Regions from separate parts of the Mus musculus genome. Here region 1 is linked to region 2. The links are chromatin contacts, called in public ChIA-PET maps. All regions are on one chromosome and are shown on one strand. The core of a region is the stretch at or near the end of the contact, and the rest is flanking DNA. Distances in the headings are between cores, read along the strand shown. Region 1 holds the start of Suclg2 (succinate-Coenzyme A ligase, GDP-forming, beta subunit). Region 2 overlaps Suclg2 (succinate-Coenzyme A ligase, GDP-forming, beta subunit).

Region 1 (6,887 bases), core at 1,578-4,077, 67 kb after region 2:
CCCAAGTCCCAGGGCCTGGAGCAGTCCTCCATGAGGACAGCGTAGAAATGGCCAAAGTCAAAACAGTGAAGCCAGAGGCAGACGTTTAAAAAAAAAAAACTTCAATGACATTAAGCATCAAAAATATGTGTCAAATGTTAACATTAACCCAGGGAAGGGATATTATTCCGTGGACATTTTTGTGAAACAAGCTAGAGTTGCTTCTAAAAGCAGAAAGTGGGTCTTTTATCTTGGCCCGTCCACCTGTTTTGGTTTGTTTTTTTTCCCACCAGGCCTGATACAAAGTAGGTCTAGGCCGACGGTGCCAACAGATTCCTAAAATACTTGAAGATTCCTAAGTTTGGTAGGAAAAATGAGCCAGGCTTAACTGTAGTATCTGCTGTGATCCAGGAAATGAATAGGGGCACAGCAAGAGAATGGCAAAGAGCTGGTACTAAGAAATAGCTCCTTAAAGTCAAAGGCAGTACGCACGTATGTACCTTCTTCCACTATCAACTCCAAGATGTTCCTGTAAGAAATGTGTGAGTAGCACTAGTGACTTGCTTCCTTTCTACTGGCCTGCAGATCTATTGGCAAGGGAAAGGGGCATTCACCCGACTGGGCCCTGGTAGAGTGGGAACATGAAGTAACCTTTACCCATCAGCTCGACCTCAAACTCTCTGTAACCTTGAGCAGGTCAGTGAACTGCTCAGTACTGGACTTTCTACATAGGCCCACTTGACCGTGAGCATGGTTCAGGTCTTGAACATTGTATAATGTGTAGTTATTGCTCTTACAGAGGACCCAGATTCAGTCCTGGCTGATGGGATAGTTCACAACCCTCAGTAACTCAAGTTCCAGGAGATACTGGACATGTCTTCTGACCTTCATGTCTAGGGTTAGATAAGACAGAAACAAAAACTAATCATCTTGTGAGTGAGTGTGTGTGTGTGTGTGTGTGTGTGTGTGTGTGTGTGTTTGCGCTCATGAAAGCCTGAACAGACCAGAACAGGCCCTCCTGGAAGTCACTTGTGTCCTTCTAGAACTCTCTCTACCTTGCTTCCTTCCCTAAGACAGGGTCTCTCTCACTGAAGTGAAACCTAAGCTATTCCCCTAGGCTGGCTGGTCAGTAGCTCCCCACAAGTCTCTTCCTCCCAGTGCTGGGTCACAAGCTCACACAGGCTTGCCTGGCTTTTTACATAGACGCTGGGAATCTGAATTCCAGGCTCTCCTGCTTGGGGAGAGAGTTACCACCTGAGCCATCTCTGAGTTCTACTGCCATCTAAGCCTGATGTTTCCAGAGTAATGAGTCACATACAAGTATGTAATCAATGAACATTGCCCAATGTAGGTAACAGGTCTCACCCAGTCTGCTTGTCAGGATGACAAGGTTTCCACGACTTGGATAGGGAAGATGACAACTTGGATAGGGAAGGTGACAACATACGCCAGCCAGCTAAACATTCTGTTTTAGGTTTCTCTGAACAATCATTTCTCACTCTTCATTTTTGACTGCCCTAGGCTCCATGTTTCTCATCAATTCAAACCTACTGCAACAGCACCCCAGCTCTTGTTTTTTTATATATAACACTTAAATAATGAACAGGACTCAGATCGCCTGGAGATCTCTCCTCACTCTATTATAGCAGGTATCTGTGATTTTAATTAGACAAACCGCCATCCCTCTCCTTTACCCACCATACTGTCAAGTGCCTGTTAAGGATATTACAGTAATAACTATTAGCGCCTCTTAAATTCCCATTAACAATAACAGAGAAATGGAATGTCAGGTAATGAAAAGAAGAAAAAAAAAACCTTCACAGATGTCATAATGATCCAAAGTTTAGAGAAACAAAAAAAAAATCATTAGTAAGTTATTTTCTTTTCGTTTTTCCTAGTGCCCTATGCATGCCTTGGTCAGAATGTAGTGATTTGCCTCTCATTGGACTGGAAAGTTTTTCTTGCGGGGGGGGGGGGGGGTTGGGGGGGGAGGCGGGGCGGGTAAACTAGAGAAAGTAGGAAGACTAGTAGTTGGATGACTTCTCCCAAGTGTCAATGCCAACTCACAATTTCCCTTCCAAAGCCTCGCTACTGCGACGCTTGCAATGGAAGAAGGTAAATTCAACAAGAGAGCAACGTGGAGGAAGGAGCTGCTGAGTCTAACACTAGTTAAGTCTCTAGGAGGCACGGACCAAGTGGGCAGGCAGGAGTTTTCACACAGGCCTTTCATACAAGACTCCACTTCTACTATCCTCCTGGACCCCTGCAGGTCCCCACAGACAAGCACAAGGGGGTCACAAGCGACACCCCGCGGGGTTGACTGGGGCAGGTGAGCTGCCTCGGGAGTCTGGGGAGCGAGCACGTGGCTGCCGAGCGAGCTCGGGCTTAGAGCCGCCCCCGGGCAGAGCCAGTAAGCGGCTGAGAAACCTCTGCGTTCCAACAGTGCGCCCAACTTTTGGGAACTCGCCCCCAGCGCGGGGTGCCAGTGCCCGGGCAAGGCTGATGGGAGCCATTAGAACGATCCGGGTCGTGGGGTGTGCACTCTGACCCCCGCGATCCCCGACACCTCGGACGCCGCACAGCCCGCCGCGCTGCGGGGAGCACCGGATCGCCAGGGGTCGCGCGGGGCGAAGAGGCCGCGGAGCATGGGGCACCACGGCGGGTGGCTCGCGTGGCCCGGGCCGCGCTCACCTGGGACCTGACCGCCAGGAGCGGCCGCAGCGCTCGCTCTCGCAGAAGCTTCCCAGCCTGCGCCGCGATGGCCACCGGGGACGCCATCTTAACCAGGAACCTGAAGAGAGGCGGCGAGGGGGAGGGAGGGGGCGGAGGAGGGAGCCCGCCCGGGCCCAGGCCTCGGGAGGGGGCGGGGCAGGAGAGGAGGGACGGAGCTAGAAAGGAGGGGCGGGGCGGGAGAAAGGGCGGGGAGGAAAGCGGGTGCAGTAGAGAGCTGGGGTGAGGGAATTGGGAAAAAGAAAGGAAGGAGGGGGCTGGGGGCGGTGGAAGACCCCCCCACCCACTCCTCACCTTGTTACCCCTACCCCCCACTACCTTCACCATCTCACCCCAAGGCCATGTGGCTTCCCAGAGCTTACTGCATCTTGCCTGGCTTTCAGGCAAAAGCAGATCTCAGCCCCAGGGGCACTGACTTAAAACTGGCCCTGGGAGTGACAGATTAGACCTTGACACTGCAGTGAGGGCTGCTAGGTCTGGCCCTAGGAACTGATACCACCTTCAGAGGACACACCTTGGAGAGAGTAATGTTCCAAGGGAAGGAATTAGGATCAATGCTACCCTTAGTTCCTGGGCCATGTGGGGGCACAAGCTTGGGTGTGGGTGTTGTGAGTGTACTGGGTTTTGGTTGGGTAGTAGTGGTTTGTTGTTTTGGTTTTGGTTTTTGAGATAGGGTTTTTGTCTATCTTCCATTGGCCAGAAATTCATCTCGAACTCCTGACCCTGCCTCTACTTCCAAAATACTGTGATTATAAACAGGCACCACCCTGTCTCTTTGCGAAAGTGATGGAGGGTTTTGGGCCTACCTTAGTGACATCTGTTTTCTTGCTACTTAACCTTAAATTAATAAAAAGCTATTGCTGGATTTTCTACTCTACAAGGAGAAAAGTGTTTGTGTACAGTATCCAGGCTGCTATGCACTTACATAAAATACAAATCACAGTAACAACTAGTATGTACCAGACATTGAACAATTAGGAACACATTTAAGCTTCATGGCGACATTTTAGGTAGATGGCATTTCTATACTCATTCTGCAGAAGAGAAAACTGAGGCATACAACAGATAAGAAACATAACAGGGGCTAGATAATGAGATATGAGATTCAAACTCATGTTTCACCCCCTCAGCACTACTTGGGGATATTTTTTAATTGGGTGTTGGGTTTGTTTTTGTTTTTTTATGATCACAAGACAGACAAGGGACACTATAGCAACAGTCCCCTCACAAGAGTGTCCTCTGTCGGCTTCCTTTAAACTTCCATTTGATGTAAATTCACATTGACAGAGAAGCTGTAGGAACATTACTCCAAGAGACCCCAACAGTCTTTATGCCGCTTCACCGAGGATTTACATTTGGCCCACATCTGTCCTTGATAAGCCTTTTCCTCCTCAAAACCTTACCCACAGAATCTATTCTCTTTGTGTGTGTGTGTGTGTGTGTGTGTGTGTGTGTGTGTGTGTGTGTGTGTGTGCGTGTGCTGTGACTTGCCCTATCTCCACCTTATTCTCCAGAGACAAAAATCTCTCAACGTAGAACTAGAATTTTAGCCAGCAAGCCCCAGTAATCTTCCTGCCTATGCCTGGATCCATACTAGAGTTACAGTGGAATGGCTACAGGTGGCTTGCTACATGGATGCTAGGGATCTGAACACCAGTCCTCATGCCTGTACAGCAAGCCCTCTTACCCACTGAGCCATCTCCTTTTTCCGAGATCCAGTGGCTGCTAATGATTACAGTTTGAGTCTATGGTGGTTTCATGAATGCACCTGATCTGATCTTGTCAGAACCTACGGAACTTTATGACTCCGCTCTTCACCTCTCCCCAAGTCTTTTTATTCATTTCTATCAATGGATAGGAGCCATTACCCAAGGAGGGGGAAATGAGGTAAGCAACATTTTTGGAGTAAAAACTCAGAGCAGAGTTGGTTTAGTTCTAGGCATTTGCATGTATGGAGGGAGGTTAGAGAGTTAGAATGCCAGGAATGTCAGGCTAAGCAGGATAAGGATTTGGGTCAGTAGTCCAAAGAGAGAAATGAGGCATAGTTATCAGCAGCTGCCTGAGGCAAGAAGGTTCCAGGATTGACGTTATCTCGAGGATAATTATTCTCCCTACCTCTTTATCACTACTGATAAGGGGCTTGAGCCTCATGTCCTTGTTATTGACAAACCCATCTGAATTAGTGCTTACGGATGTTTGGACAGTCATTTCATCCCCCATAACCTTTGCTGAGCAGGTCCTCAATGAGCTCTAAGCTGAGCTCCCTGAAACAGAAACCAGTCATACATACACAACCATATATGCAACTGCTTCTGGCTGCCATTCAACTCTCACTGCAACCCTGAGAAGGTGTTCCTATTGTCCTATATAGTCTTATATTGTCCTAAATAGTCCTATACAATCCTACCTTGTCCTACTGTGCACAGAGATAACTGGGCAGCCAAGAGTTCTTCACCTCATGGCCTTTACACAACTCTCCCTATCTCTGAATGCTCCCAAGGTCACACAGCTGGGGATCACCACTCTGCTTCATGGCCTGAGTGGATCTGAGTTTCCATCTCATCCCCCCATAACCTTTGCCAGTTTACTGGGTAGGAGCAGAGTCCATTACCACGGGAGCACAGAGGAATGAGCAAGGCCAGTAGAAAAGGGGCAGGCAGACAAGGTTTATTGGGAAGTAAAGAAAGTAGCTGGAGTTGGGCGGGAACTCGAGCAAGAGTGGGTTGACAACTAGCTCTAGGTCAGAGGTTCTTTGGTCGAACCAGTATGTAAAGGAGACATCCAGTGGGAATGAACCTGACTGGCTAATTTGGCTGTACATAGGGGCACACTGCATGGCCAAGGGATTGAAGGGAAGAGCACAGACTCTGAGAAGAAGCCTGTCATCATGACATGGTGTGTGTGGTGGGAGGAAGCCCACCAAAAAGGTCCAGGCTGGAGGAAGGACCAGGGTGTAAAGAGAACAAAGGCTGATGGGTAACTAAAATCCAGACAAGTCAGGATTCCCTGGACTTTGCTGTTTATTTCTCTGTGAAACTTCAATATTTTCAGATCTGACTACTAGTCCCACCAAGACACAAAACATTGTTGATGTTCCTAGGGATGTAATACTATGGGATGGGCTTCCCTTGCTTCTTATTTCTGTCATTAACCTTACTAGACCATTATCGAAGGAAAGATGAATTAAAGATGTATTTCTGCCAGGCGGTGGTGGCGCACGCCTTTAATCCCAGCACTTGGGAGGTAGAGGCAGGCGGGTCTCTGAGTTCAAGGACAGCCTGATCTACAGAGTGAGTTCCAGGACAGCCAGGGCTATGCAGAGAAACCCTGTCTCGGAAAAAAAAAAAAAAAAGTTAATATTTGCAAAATGGATGCTTAAACTTTGTGAGAGTTTTGAACATGCTGCCAGAATTACCAACAACCAATTCAACCACACCTTGCTAAGCTAGGAACTTGGGGAGAAAAAGCACAGAACATGTAGCTGAGAGGTGGAGTATATATTAGTTTCTTTCCTGTTGCTGGAATAAAATACCACAACTAAAAGTAACTTAAGGAAGAAAGGGTTTATTTTGGCTTATGCCTCCAAAGGGTTAGAGTCCATAATTATGGGGAACACATGACATTTGCAGGAGCAGGAGGTTGTCTGATCATATTTCATCCACACAGAAAGCTAGCAGGGCAGGAAGTAGAGAGAGGCTATAAAGAAATCCAAGCTCACCCTTAGTGAAGATAGTTCCTCCAGCAATGCAACACCTCCTAAAAATTCCATAGGTTCCCCAAACAGTACCCATAACAGGGGACCAAGTGTCCAACCACATGTGCCTATGGGAGGCAGGTCTGTTTCAACCCTCCACAGGATACTTAACTAGCAGACTTTGGTGCCCTGTAGTCAATCCATAGCACCACAATCAATCAATCAATCAATCAATCAATCAATAAGACTATATTTCTGTGAGTTTGCTTTTGGGTTGGTGGGGATAGAGAGTAAGACTGAGCCAGAGCATAGTGGATTCAAGGCTACATTTCCACTGAGTACTTCGTAAAGATAAATAAGACCCTCAGGACAGCCAGAGATAGAGCAGTACTTCTCTAACAAATAGAAACAAAACAAAAAGTGCCCTCCTAGAAGGGAATATTTGGAGGTGAGAGGGAAGCATTCTGATTGGTATTTTTATGCT
Region 2 (7,089 bases), core at 2,975-5,474:
TTCTTTTTCTTCCACACACAGCAGCTGAAGACACTGAGAAGTTCCAATTTTGCATATAAAATACTTCTAGTGTTATTTGGATGTTAGCTACGCCCCATCTGTTTCCTTTTCCTCATACAGCAGTAACTATTACATTCACTCAAAAGGCTAAAGAGAAAAGAAAAATTGCAATACTGGGTTCACATTTAATTTGAGAGAAATAACAGGCTCCCAAATGTCTTAGTTTATTCTACACTGAATGAAGAAAAAAATACATAATTGAGGCTGGCTGTTTACACATCAATTTTCATTCTAAGGTAGATGAAGCGGTATCATCCCTTTAAAGCTTCTAATTTATTTCCAGAGTTTCTATATTTTGTAGATAACCTAGAAAATGCAGGTGGAGAGTTAGTGCTATTTATGAGCATGCTAAACACTGTCAGTGTCTATAATAACCACCTTGGAGAATGGCACAGCATCTTAAAAGCATAATTCTTTTGGTAATATTTATTCTGTTGCAATGTGATTTTCATTTTCTTTAAAAATTATGCAGCTTTGGACTTCATATACCACCATCTTCCTAGAAAATACCAACTAGCAAAATATGAGTAATAATATATTCAATATCAAGTCATCTGAGAATGTAAATAAATTGAGTTTAACACTTAGCTGCTATCACAAAAGCACTGAGAAATTTTATTTTTTATATGCTATTGGCATTGTTAATAGCTATTTTATTCTTCTGATGAAAGCTCAAAGCACTGGTTTTGTTCACTCTGAAGAGAAAAGGGAACTTAGTGAGTCTCTCATCTACAAGGCATGCACTAGGCTTTCCTTCTTTCTTCCTAAATCTAAATCAGCTGTTAGGTACATATTAGTCACAACTTTACAGCCAAGCAAACTGTATGCTGAAAATAACCAGCAAAGTAGAGGGGGATGAGCATCCTGATGATGTGGCCCATTATCACATCAGCCTCCAATCAAAGACCAAAGGTTCTCTCATGGGTCTAAATACTGGGGCCAAAGAGGGAAAGGTGCTTGCCTATAACCCTGATGGCTTATGATTGGACACCCAGAGCCCACATGGTGAATGGAGGGCCCACTCCTGCAAGATGCCCTCTGATCACCACATAAGTGCTATGGCTTTTACACACACACACACACACACACACACACACACACACACAAATAAATAAACAAATGCAATACTAGGAGGAGGATGAGGAAGAGAAAGAAGAGGAAGAGAAAGGGGAGGGGAGGGGAAAGGAGAGAAAAGGAGTAGAAAAAGAAAAAGGTTAAGTCTAAATACTGGGCCAGCTGTGGTGGTGCACATCTTTAATCCCAGCACTCAGGCAGCAAAGGAAAGCAGATATTTGTGAACTCCATACCAGCCTGGTCTACACAGCCCGGAGCCAGCCAGTCTCAGACAATGGGATTAGGTGAGGTAAGGCAGGTAGTCCAAGCAGATCTCCCCTGGCAGCTCGCCATGCCTTTCCTCCCTCAGTGGCTGCCACGGCAAGTTTGCCAGGTCATCTCTGGAAGCACTTGTTGAAGGGGGCAGAGTGAGAGGATAAAGGGAGTGAAAGTCGCTGGGGCTGAATAAGATCGCCGCGTGGGGATTCCCACGTGGGGATCATTCTTATCTGAGCTAAACTGGGCTAGGGAATGCTAACGAATCTTCCACCGATATGACAATAGGACAAAAGATTCACAGCATGAAATATGATGGTCAATGCGGACACTATGCAATAATAAAAATAATACTTTTAAGAAAAAAATACTATTTAAGTGATAAGCATGCAGATTTTTTAAAATGTTCACTGTTTTCTAAATTTATAAGCAAATTCATTACCTTGCAATTATACTATTTAATCATATAGATACAATCAAATAATGAAGGAAAGAAAAAATATATTAACATGAAAATATGAAAGGAAATATTAATGTTAATACAGGTTCCCCTTGGATAATGGAATAAAAGAAGATTTTTAGTTTTCTTTTTAAAAAAAATTTTTAGTTTTGATGTTGCTTTTTACTTTTCTGGGTTTTCCAAGATTAAAACATCGTGAAAATTATTAGAGCTGTATGTATTTAAACATCTTGAAAATTACTAGAGGTTTATGTGTTTAAAGTTTCTTTTTAAAAGTCCTAACATCCACAGAGAGGTCCTACAACACGAGCCCTGGGCCATTTCCTCCAAGCACGTTTTCTGCAATTTCAACTGTCTAAGACACTCAGCGAACACTCACGAGTACAGCCCACAAATGAACTAAGACAGAGCAGAGTAAATAATGTATAGCAAAGTTCTGGAAGATGAGGCCCTGGGAGATGAGGCTGTGTGGAACACAACTCTCCTGTTCACTGGCAATGAGCAGGTTTTAAAAACAAGTTGATACCTGACTCCACGAAAGGCACATAATAGAGACACACGGAAGGACACACAGAAATCTGATTCGTTTCCTTTGGTTTAAGTGAAGACTGCATGAAACAATGGAGTCGCACATTTGACAGGATGCCAGGCATGTGGTCTGGGCCAGAAGGTTGAATCTTTGTGGCTTCCAAAGTGTTGTATTCTCACACTGCCGAACGCCAGCTCAGGTTTCCAAAGCATGTTCACACCGTTTCTAAGGAGACTGAACCGAAGCTCCAAGTACAGTCAGTCCCCTCGGCCTGCCTCCCAGAGCCTGCCTGAGGCCCTGGAGGCCCTGACTCCACAGCTCTCCTGTTGCTTCTGTTCAGGGACACAAGACAGTTACTGAAAGGATAACCCTGCCCTGAGGTCTTCCAAGGAGAAGCCCATTCATATTTGAAGAACCAGAAAAAAGAGAAAGAACATTTTAGAAGAGAGCGATTTCTCTGCTAAAATACATATAATGGGAAATGTCATTAAAGGCTGATGAATGGAATTATTTCCAGGAATACAGTTAGGCCAACTATTAATGTCAACTCAGATACTCTTAGGAACCCGTGCATAGCTTGCATAGGTGGTAACTTCCTGCAGCACAACACTGCTATGGTGAACCTCCATGTCCAGGACCTATGTTGAGTGCTTTTCATCTGGACAAGCCAGGCTTACTAGCACCAACCAGAAGGTAACTCTGTGGGATGTGGATGTAGATCCTTCATTACAAGGCTGGCCTAGCAGTAGTCAGAGCCCAAGTGCAAGACTAAGCTACACAAAGGGGTAGAGGAAAGGAGGGAAGGGCGTCAAAAGAAAAGGTGCTCCACATGAAATAATCACATGTACACGTACACACACACACACACACACACACACACACATATACACACAGAGGCACTCGCAACAAAATAAAAAAGACAAAAACAAAACAACACCACTAACAAACAAAAAAAAACAGTATTAGGAAGCTCACGTACTCATCAAGGCCAGAGAATCAGGTTCAGAAATGGTAAAAGCACCAAAGAGGCCACTGGCAGGCAGAAAGACATTAGACTCAGCCCAAGAACTTTCATTCTGGCACCAGCACTGCTAGCTCTGGAAAGCAGACCTTCTTGAACTTCAGGGGAACACACACCCAGGGGACTCAAATTATATCATTGCATTGCTGATCCTGAGACTCATGAGAGGCTGCTAAAATGAGTATTTACTTCACAGAGATCAAAGCTAGCCTTGACTGTCACTGTAAGACAAAGATCCGCTCAGTACAAAGGAAGACCTCAACCGCGCATGGCAAAGCCTCAATAGTTCCGGAGGCTGCTGTGTTTAACTGTCTCAGGATCAACAGCAGCTGCCACTCAGTGTCAGTGGGGAGCAGCTCCCTTAAGACAGGAAGTACAATTCCTTAATGGCGAGTAATTTGCCAGGCTTCAGGATGTAATTATATAAAACAGAGTTAAGTTCTTATATTGATGAATGGAAACATGCTCTAGCTGAAAGCAGCCCAAGCTAGCCGATACCAGTGAGAGCTCCCATCTGCATCTCAGATGGATGTCGCTAGCTCAGAGAAGATTAATTTCTCCATTTAATTCTCCTTCCTGAGTTTAAAAAAAAAAAAAAAAAAAAAAAAAACTGGAGGTTTTCATATATACTTTTTCCTGCTTAATGAAATGCCAAGAGCCTCAGTCAATGTGAAGACAATAAGGAACAAATTGTAGAGATTCTGAAGATTGAGTGGCAGTGCCCCATGTTTTATCTGTGTTTATATCACAGCACTTCTGAGTTATACCAACATCCTCCGTGCAGCTTAGAGAACTAAAGGGCAGTGTACACACCAGTCCTGTGCACAGTGGGTTTGCTCTCACCACCTCTGAATTCCATAGTCCAAATGAAAAGAAAGCACGCATTGATATGCCTTATTAAGGCTCCTAGAGATATTTATTGTGTGTGTGTGTGTGTGTGTGTGTGTGTGTGTGTGTGCACGCACGCAATCAGTTCTCTACTTCTAGCATTGGTCCCAGGAATCAAAGTCAGGTGGATGAGGCGTGGATGCAGCTGTAGCCGCTGGGCCATCTCTCCAGCCCAATCGGTCCTTCTTTAGAGCATACTCAGATGCTCTTGTAAACTTCTGCATAAGTGAACTGCTCATATGGTAAAAGCTTAATTTACCAAGCCAAACTTATTCTCTTCAGTTAGGCATAAACCTGTTTTCAATGCAAGGCAATGAGGATCTTGTTCAAAATCTTATAACTATAAATTGTATTCCAGAAACAATAGTTTAGCATTGACCACTTTAACAAATGTTCAAGTTTAACAAGCTTCTACAACCAGACAGCAAAATGTTCTGTTGCCCAAAGAGAAACAACAAAATGAATCATTAATATCCACAAATTACAGGTCTTATAAACTGCATCTAAGATCCTTCTATATCAAGTTTTAATACAACCTTCTAATTTTATTAATACGCATTTTCCATCTTAAACATGCTGACGCACACAAACCATCTCCCTAGAGCATCACCAAGAGTCAGCCATGAGGAAAAGGCATGAGGGGCAGTATCTAATCTAACAGAGCTGGGGGCAAATCCCGTCTATGTTGATTATTAACTTCACAATGTTGACAAGTGTTTTAACCTTACATTGCCTGCTTCTCTGTCAATAAAGTAAAAATGCTAAGCTAATTATTGACAAGATTTGGTAACTGACTAAATACAAAAGAGGACCACAGAAGATGTGGAGCAATGAGAACGTTTGGGAGCTGAGAGGTAGCATTCTGTTTGGTCCAAGAGAGTTACAAACATGGCAGATCCAGACGACCGGGTATATGGGTTCAGATACCATGAAAGAAAGAGATGTAGGAAGGGGGATGCAGGGACTACACTGGAACATAGGTATACCTAATATCAAGGCACATTTTCAAAAACTTTAATAATATATCATTTTACTTCAAAATGTCCATTGTAGCTAAAATATAAAGTAGTACCCATAGGTTCATGAAGACCACAACTGGTGGGGCCATTTTGAAAAGTTGTAAATCTTGAGGAGTCAAAACCTGAGAAGGCAAAGTAGACCTCTTAAGGTTTTATAGCCCAGCCTCTCTCTCTCTCTCATTCATATATAAAATCTCAGCACCATCAGGAAGACATACATCTTCACAGCTTTAATCTTACCCTCAAACATATTTGGTAAGAGTGTTCTTGTGGCTCCTGTCACTCTGCAGTGGTGAGAACAGGAGCACTGTGGAGTTCGGCCAGATTCTTTTCCTTGGCTGTCTGTAGACAATCCCAGTGACAATGACACAGACACCTCCTTTCACACTCACTATCAGTTTGTTCCATTTTAAACCTACAATTTCAGCATCTCCTTTTAAATGTCATCAATTTCCTCTCGGATCAACAGAATCCAACATCAGAAACTAGATGCTCCCTCAGTCTAGAGCAACTACTCTCTGAGTGTGAACCTGCCCGCTTGCTTGTCTGCTTGCTCACTGAATGAGCTGCTCTCTGAGTGTGAACCTGCCTGCTTGCTTGTCTGCTTGCTCACTGAATGAGCTGCTGCCTCAACACCAGGACTCTGCCTCGGCCTTGAAAAATGGGCCAAGGAAAAGCTAAGACCAACTTCACTTTACTTTTTTGTTCTCATTTTCAAACCCCTAAAACAAAACTTGTCCCTTTTGGATAAGTCTAGGGAATCATCCTTTACTGGGTTACAGAGCACAGTAGGGTGCTTCTCCAAGACTAGCAGGAAAAAACTGAGCCCTAAGGCTGTAGGTACATTCAAATCCTTCTAGTGTCCAGAACTACACTGTCCCAGATAGCCCAGCTGACACAGTATCTGCTGAACGTCTGACGTGAGACTCATGTGAAATGAGCGTGTTATAGTATAAGATAAGAACAAGATTTGTGAGACTTCAGTCCTATGGATACCTCATTTGTTAGAATTCTCACCTACATGATGCCCGCGGTCCTGGGTTTGAGTCCTGGAGCACATGAGCCAGAGATAATGCTACAAGCCTATAATCCTCCCACTCGGGAGGCAGACAGGAACAAGTTCAAGATCATCGTCAGCAACAGAATGACTTTAAGGCCAGCCTGGGCTACATAAACTATCTTAAACAAACAAAAACCAAAACAAAACAAAAACAGGGAAACGAAAGAAAGAAAAGAAATAGGAGAAAAATACTGATAACTTATTAATATTAGTCTCATGATAAAATGCAACCGACTGGGTATATTACATATAATGTATTATCAAAATTAATTTTACCTATTACTTTCTTTCTTTTCAAAGACTACTATAGATTTTAAATATACTATGTGGTTTCCATTTTATTTATACTAGATAATTTAAGTAACAATAAGAGGATCTTTAAAATATTACACTGGAAAGAAGATGGCAGGATCTGATTCTCCACCATCAGCTAGAGGTACAGCTGAGACCTGTCATGACTACAATGAATAAGGCCCTGAAGACAATGATGGGTGGGAAACACAGCTTTGCTCTATAGCTAATGAATCAGAGAGACAGAAATGAAGAGGACTTCATAGACAGTTAGAACTGGTCATGGGAGGACAAAAGAGTTGGGCTTTGAAACGCTGCTCTTGCCCAGGCTCCACCAGCACACATCTGTGATGTCAGCACTCAGCCTCAGTAGGAGAATTACGAGTCGAAGGCCAACATGGACTACCTAACAAATCTAACGTTGCCGCCTGC

What was found. ChIA-PET counts read pairs in DNA pulled down with a chosen protein or histone mark.
Region 1: a contact with region 2 is called in an REV-ERBa ChIA-PET map of liver, with 4 times the contacts expected there. The contact joins the promoter of Suclg2 here to the enhancer-like site in region 2. A contact is called at or near these places in 2 of 39 promoter capture datasets (both in liver), 7 of 484 Hi-C or Micro-C datasets (the N1E-115 cell line and liver), 5 of 115 datasets of contacts at active chromatin or transcription factors (bone marrow-derived macrophages, embryonic stem cells and liver) and 4 of 9 other capture datasets (adipose tissue, embryonic stem cells, liver and 1 more).

The regions. Positions count from the first base shown.
Region 1 is chr6:95,716,019-95,722,905 of GRCm38.p6, forward strand. Suclg2 (succinate-Coenzyme A ligase, GDP-forming, beta subunit) reads right to left here and starts at 2,828. Exons shown (of 11, transcript NM_011507.3): 1 at 2,671-2,828. The coding sequence starts at 2,757.
Region 2 is chr6:95,647,952-95,655,040 of GRCm38.p6, forward strand. All of the region lies in intron 2 of Suclg2 (succinate-Coenzyme A ligase, GDP-forming, beta subunit), which reads right to left. Among named protein-coding and RNA genes, the nearest start is that of Suclg2, 67 kb to the right of the region's middle. Within about 2 kb of position 4,225, at least 36 of the 459 cell types and tissues checked have an H3K27ac peak or open chromatin away from gene starts, as enhancers often do. A contact at or near this core is called in the N1E-115 cell line and liver, where this site is marked.